Linked DNA regions of Rattus norvegicus: region 2 is linked to region 1. Evidence: chromatin contacts called from public Hi-C data. All regions are on one chromosome and are shown on one strand. The core of a region is the stretch at or near the end of the contact, and the rest is flanking DNA. Distances in the headings are between cores, read along the strand shown. Region 1 overlaps Pinx1 (PIN2/TERF1 interacting, telomerase inhibitor 1). Region 2 holds the start of Sox7 (SRY-box transcription factor 7).

Region 1 (3,312 bases), core at 324-2,823:
AGGGGCAAAGGGAGCGGCTGCCTTTAGCCAGCCCAGGCACAAGGACTGGCACCTGCCACTGCCTACACCTAAAGGCAGATGTCCACTGGAGAAGGGGATGACTCTTAGGCTTGTAGGGTTTTATGTTTTGCTCTCTTTGTCTCACTCTGTGTATGTGTGCATATATGTGTTAATTATTATTTTATGCATGTGTATTTGTGCATGAATGCCACATGCTTGCAGTTATCCGTAGAGTCCAGGAGATGGTGTCAGACTAGAGTTACTGGCAGTTCTAATCACCCAGTGGGTGCTGGGAACTTCAAGTGCTCTGGAAAAACAGCGAGCACTTGTAAGTGACAAGCCAGTTCTTCAGCCCTACTGATAGTATTTTTATTTATTTTGTGTGTGGGAGTGTGTGCATATGTATGACCATGTTCAAGCACCATGCCACAAGCACGGAAGTCAGATGACAAGCTGCAGGAGTTGGTTCTTTCTTACCAGAGTTGAGCTCAGGTTGTCAGGCTTGGTGTCAGGTTTCTAACTACTTACTGGGTCTTCTCTACGGGTCTTAATATCAAGTACTCTGATACCATTAAAACAGTGAATGTCCACCTAGAAAAGTCACAAGCTGTACCAGTTCATGAGAAAGAAGAAGAAAAATTTTCATGATGCCCATAGCAGAGACAATAGTAAGAAGGTTGGTGCATTACCAGGCATGTGTAGCAGTGATGGCGGGCACCTGTTTGTCTAGAAGTAGAGTCAACACTGACACGCTGTTGAACATCTGTCTCTAGGCTCTGTCACTGAGCTGAGACGTGTTCTTTATGCTCCCCATGCTCTTTTGACTCCACCCCTAGCATGTTCCTTGCTTGCCCACTGTAGCTTGGGTAGCTTGGGCAACATTATAAGATGAGTAGGTTCATCCTGGTGCCTGTCATCACTGTAAAGTGTTGCAGTGAGAATTTGCCATGCCCTCACCACACACAAGACCACTGCTATGTGAGGCTACTACCTAGCTGGGCAGTGCCATCATTTCAGCATATACATAGGGTAAAATGCCTATTTACCCTAAGTATTTACGATATTTGCACCTCAATGGATCTGGATGCAAAGGCTCACAGTGGTGTAGCACAACTACCCCAGTGTCAGCTCTGCCTTCTCTATCAGGTCCTTGCAGTCCCTCTCTCAGATGGGGAGATGCTGCCCTTGCTCACTTCCCCTTTATGCTCTGACTGTCTGAAGGTTACCTGGTTACCCCTGGAAAGTATCTCCACTAAGCTGGAAGGAGCTGAATGACTACTGGGTCTGTCTCCTGCCCCTTGTCCCCTGTTCCCAAGGCTGCTCAGAGTGGCTCTGCTTTTCCACCCCACCTCTGCCTTTATCCTGTGGTGCTTCTCCCCCAACCTTGCTTTTCCCAATCTCCTGGTTCCCTGGCATTACATAATATTCCTGTTAGGATCAGTTCCTGTTTTGCTGGGGAGAGGAATTGTGACTCTTTCAGGGAAAACCCCCAGGCTGGCTTCAGTTGAAGCTACAGTGGCCAGTGCATGATCTCATAACGGAAATGTAGTCCTCCACCGGCCTCGCTGTTCCTGTCTGAGTCAGCGCACAGATGGGGGGCCACCTTTGTGCTGGTGGCTCCAGAGGCCTTCTTTCTTCTGTGTCTGTACTAGTCTGTACTCCTCAGAGGGTTGTGGGTCCACTACACTGTGACAGGTCCAACGGCCAGGAACAACTTTGATGTGAGCACCATGGTGCTTTCTTCCCCTGTGCTGTCCTACCAGACTCTGGTCACTGCCACAGAGGGAGAGTAATGTGTAGCATACTCTTAACATACACATTCCCCAGCTTAGCCACTTTCCTTACAGCTTGTCTCACTCCTCATCATTTGAAGCTATGGCCACATACCATAGCTCCTTGTTGATGTCTATTAAGATACAGATGTGTGGGTGGGGAGATTGCTCAATGGTCAAAGCCCTTGCACATGCAAGCATAAAGACTGGATTTTTAATTCACAGAACTCCTGCAAAGACAGGTGGGCACAGTCTGCCTATAGTTCAGCTGGAGTAAGCTGCTTAGTGACGGTGATGTCATAGTCTTCTCTTTCCTTTGGAATTGATTGTTAAAGGCTGTGAAGGTTCTGTCTTCAGGAATTCCCCACATTCTGGATTTTGTTGGGTCCATCTCCATAGTGCCCTTTAATACCGTTACTTTCTGAAGAAATCCTATGTTGAACCCGTGACACAAGCTAATATCCCTGTCATATCCATTTATCGTTAATCTTCTTTATATGGCTCTTTGCCATCTATTAACTGAAAAAGTAATCAGAGCTGGTGATAGCTAGTAACTGGTATGGTTTCTTCTGAAGTAATAATGTCAGATAATGTAACTGGGGCCAGTGAGGTGGCTCAGCGGGTAAAGGTGCTTACTGCCAAGCCTGATGACCTGAGATTGATTCGTGGCACCCACATGACGGAAGAAAACCAGTTCCCTTTTTCTGACCTCCACATGCACACTCATACACACACACACAAATAGTAATTAATATTTTAGATTCTTTTTTTTTTTTTACTAACATTTAGGTAATGATTGGTAAGTGTTAAAATCTATACACTTTTGTCATCGATATACATATGTATTGTGCTTCTGTCATCACCACAAACACTTGCAAAGTGACTGTTGCTTTGAGAGATAATTCCTTTTTACCAGTCTTATGATCAGCGTAGAAAGGACTTACTGGGTCCTGGTGCTGAGCCAGTGAGGCCCTCATTAGTAAGGGACTGGGGTGAAGGTTCAGCATCTAGCTGCGCACCCTGGTGGACAATTAGTTGCAGCTGGCTCTTGGTTGGTCTCAGAATGCGTCCAGATGGTGTAGTCCAAAGCGTAATGGGGATGGAGGGTGGAGGCATAACTGGGCAAGGAGAAGTGGCTGCTGTGGAGACAAGACCTCATCTGGTTCCACAGGAAGCTCTTCAGAACTTGCCAGATAGCTAAATGAGCCTGTCCCTTGTGTCCCCGCAGTGGTTCCTGTCCCCAGGAATCGAAGCAGGCCTCTACTAGGGGTCTATTCCCAAACAGCTCTGCCAGCTGAACAGTGTGCGCTCTAGTGAGTAAACCTCCAGTGAAGCAGGCTGGCAGCCCGCCCAAAAGACTTGGAGGACGGGATCTCTTCTGAGGACCACCCTGCTCACACTTCCCTGGCCCCTCTTGCCTAGACTGTTTCCTACCTTTACAACACAGATCCTGTGTTTACCAAGAAGGCAGAGTGGTTTGGTGTGTGATAGAAGCAGAAGTCAAAAGCCAACCATGTGAGAGAAGAGTTAGGTCCCACGT
Region 2 (3,312 bases), core at 546-3,045, 44 kb after region 1:
CTCCATGGTGGATACACTGATCAAGCCTCCCAGTCTAGTGCTGGTGCCTGGTGGCTCTACTGCCTGTACCTCAAGACACCTCCTTCCAGACCAGCTCCCCGCTACACCACCCCTGGCTGGTAGCTGTCTTGGCTTTGCACAGGAGCCCGGGGGGGGGGGGTGTGGTTGGGGATTTAGCTCAGTGGTAGAGCGCTTGCCTAGCAAGCGCAAGGCCCTGGGTTCGGTCCCCAGCTCCGGAAAAAAAAAATCACAAATGCACAGGAGTGGGGAAGGGGAGAGACCACCGGCTTGAAGGGACACCAGTCTTAGAGCGCTGCTGCTGGACCCTGACCCGAGGAGATGGGAAATGCCAGTCTATTTTATGCCGAAAGTTCATGCCCTGATGAATTTTATCTGGGGTCCTGGAGGGCAAAACTAGGTCTTAAACTCGGAGAAGTTGCAGTTCTCCGGACATTTACAGCGTCTCAGCAGTGGCCGACTAGCACGTTGTAAGCGAATTCAGTCACCGCACTGGGACTTTGAGACTAGAGAGGCATCTCCATCAAAGATTATACAGCCAGAGCTCACTGTATTTCCCTCATCACCGCCTGTGAGGTCAGCCTTATCGGTCGTCGTGTTTTAGGATTAAGAAAGGTCTTGGGAGATACCGGACTTGCTGTCACGCCTTCAGTAACTCAAGGCAGAGTCTAACACCCAACACCACTGCCTTCCGCTCAGACTGCCTCTTTCGAAGCTCACCTCTGTGGAGCCTCCACATGGGGTGGCGCGCCATAAATATTTGTGGGTCTAATTCCGGGAACTAGCCCCCACCCCCCGCTGTAGTTTCTACAGTGGGGTGTGTCCAAGCCACATCGACTCGTTATTTCATTCGTGAGTTCATTCATTCGTTCGACAGTTCTTGAATGCCTACTGTGTGTGGCCACTGGTGTTACAGCCAAAGCAGCCGCAGTATGCATTAGGGTCTCAAGTTCCCGGGCCGCAGCTCGTTCAGGGTGCGGGAAAGGGAGAAGGCTCCACTGAAAGGAAGTAGTTGGGGGACATAGGAGCGTAAAAGCCGTTCTCTGGAGTCGGAAGAAGCAGCAGGAATGAATTCCGAGAAAGGGCTACTAGCAAAAGATGCAGACTCCGACTGCGGGGAGGCAGCGGCAAAGAGAGTGGGTTGGGGGCGTAGACAAGAAGAGGAAAATCGGATAGCAGAGAACCGGAAGACTGACGCCCCTCTAGAGATCCAGAGTGCCAGTTTGGGGAGGGCACTGGGCAGACCCTGAAGTCCGGTGGACCCCACATCCACCTAAGACCCTTGGTGGCCGCCCACGTTTATTGGGGCGAGCTGACCCAAGTCATAGGTGTGATCTGTCCACAACAGCATATTGGCCGATCTAGGGACATTGATAGTGTCTTTCCTCCTCGGGTATCCCGACGTAAGCTGTTTGAGTTCAGTTTTCCCTTGCTGGAGTTTTAGTGGAGTCTGGTCCCAGCGCGGAGGGCGGCCCAACAGCTGAACAGGGACTGGACCTGACTCCTGCGCCAAGCAGTGGTGACTGCGGGCCGCGGGCGCGCTCCTCCTGGCCTTGCAGCACCTGCATCCGAGCGCCGATCCCGGGCAGGCTCCGGAGGCCGAGGGGCGGACGGGGGCGGGCACCGGGACAGGCCCGGCCCCTCCCTCCCCCTGCCGGCAGGTCGCAGCGGGGACGCCGCGGCGGGGCAGCCGGGAGGGGCCGCGCCGCCCCGGAGAGTCATTGGCAGACCCGGTGGCCCGAAGCTGATAAATAAGGGCCCGGCCCGAGGCTGCTGGCCAAGTTGGACGTCGCGACCCGAGTGAGGGCCAGGTCAACGCCGGCCCCACGAGGCGAAGCCAAGTGACCCGCGTTCGGCCATGGCCTCGTTGCTGGGCGCTTACCCGTGGACCGAGGGACTGGAGTGTCCTGCCCTGGAAGCCGAGCTGTCGGATGGGCTGTCGCCGCCCGCCGTCCCCCGACCTTCAGGGGACAAGGGTTCAGAGAGCCGGATCCGGCGGCCCATGAATGCCTTCATGGTGTGGGCCAAGGATGAGAGGAAACGTCTGGCAGTGCAGAACCCGGACCTGCACAACGCGGAGCTTAGCAAGATGCTGGGTGAGTGCACCGGGCGCGAAGCTGGTGCGAGGGTGGTGCGGGTAACAACGCCGTCCCGGGGGCGGGGGATTTGAGCACTGACGCCACCGGGGCCCAAGCAAGCCACAGTGAAACCGTAGGACCAGCGCGGGGCTCTGGACTGGTCCCTTCTCGGAGTCGCGGAGAGATACCGGGTTCCAGGGGCGGGCGCGACACGAAGCGGGTCCTGGAAACTGGAACTCGAGCTCAAGGACTCAGACGGGCGGATACATTCAGCCTGGGTGGAACCGGCCTTTGCTGGAAGACTGAGGAGACTCCACTCCCCACGTTGTAAGACTAGGAAAGTCAGAAAGAGATACTGTCACGGAGGGAAAGATAACGAATGTGCGTCAACTGAGGCTGTTCGCAGATAATTCTGACTGGAACCCGACAGGCCAGAGAATTAGGGATGAAAATGCTAAAACGGTTCCAAGAAATCCGAGTTTTTGTTGGATTTTTCTATTCTCTCGAGTTCTCGGAGCAGGGTTGGGTGGGTTAATATATATAGTATATATATACATATATTTATACATATATATTAAACGTGTTTGTGTTAGTGTATGTATGTATGCATGCGCGTGCTACCTGAGTGTGTAGGGGTCAGAAGACATCTGGAAGGTGGGAAGTACATTCTTTCTTCCCACCATGAGGGTTCCAGGAATTAGACGTTCACATCTTCAGGCTCGGTGGCAAATGCCTTTACCCACTGAACCGCCGCCTCACGAGTCTTGAAGCCAAACAACTTTGAACCTCACCTTACTTCAAATCTCTTTACTCTTCAACGTGTTTCTTATTTATTTTAACCAATAAAATCCTTCAAAATATTTTGTGTTTGCAGAGGGCACCAAGGCCTGTTGTGAGAGGCATACAGGCCCCTCGACCCCACCCCGCTGGGATGGAAGCCCTTCCCTTTTCCGTAGGAGCCTGGGCTCTTTCCTTTTCAGAGTCACAGAGCAAGGGCTGGCTTTCTGCTTGTCAAAGTCCTGGGCTTAGAGAGATGGCCCAGCCCTCTGGCTGTCTGAAGGCCCCAAAAAGCAGTTGGTGAGAGTTGTGGGGTTCCAAGCACCTCTTATCCAACCGTGTGCCCACTGTGTCCAGCATGTATTGGTGAGCATTGCAGTTGGCTCCTTCCTCCGAACAGAATAATACCCCTGTATACTCCCCACCGTTAGTATGACAA

What was found. A called contact is a pair of places that touch in the nucleus more often than the background predicts.
Region 2: a Hi-C map of psoas muscle shows a contact between it and region 1, with 3 times the contacts expected there. The contact joins the promoter of Sox7 here to the enhancer-like site in region 1. A contact is called at or near these places in 3 of 12 Hi-C or Micro-C datasets (hepatocytes, kidney and psoas muscle).

What each region holds. Positions count from the first base shown.
Region 1 is chr15:42,310,453-42,313,764 of GRCr8, forward strand. All of the region lies in intron 6 of Pinx1 (PIN2/TERF1 interacting, telomerase inhibitor 1), which reads left to right. Among named protein-coding and RNA genes, the nearest start is that of Pinx1, 38 kb to the left of the region's middle. Within about 2 kb of position 1,574, at least 8 of the 93 cell types and tissues checked have an H3K27ac peak or open chromatin away from gene starts, as enhancers often do.
Region 2 is chr15:42,354,610-42,357,921 of GRCr8, forward strand. It overlaps Sox7 (SRY-box transcription factor 7), which reads left to right and starts at 1,796. Exons shown (of 2, transcript NM_001106045.1): 1 at 1,796-2,114. The coding sequence starts at 1,877.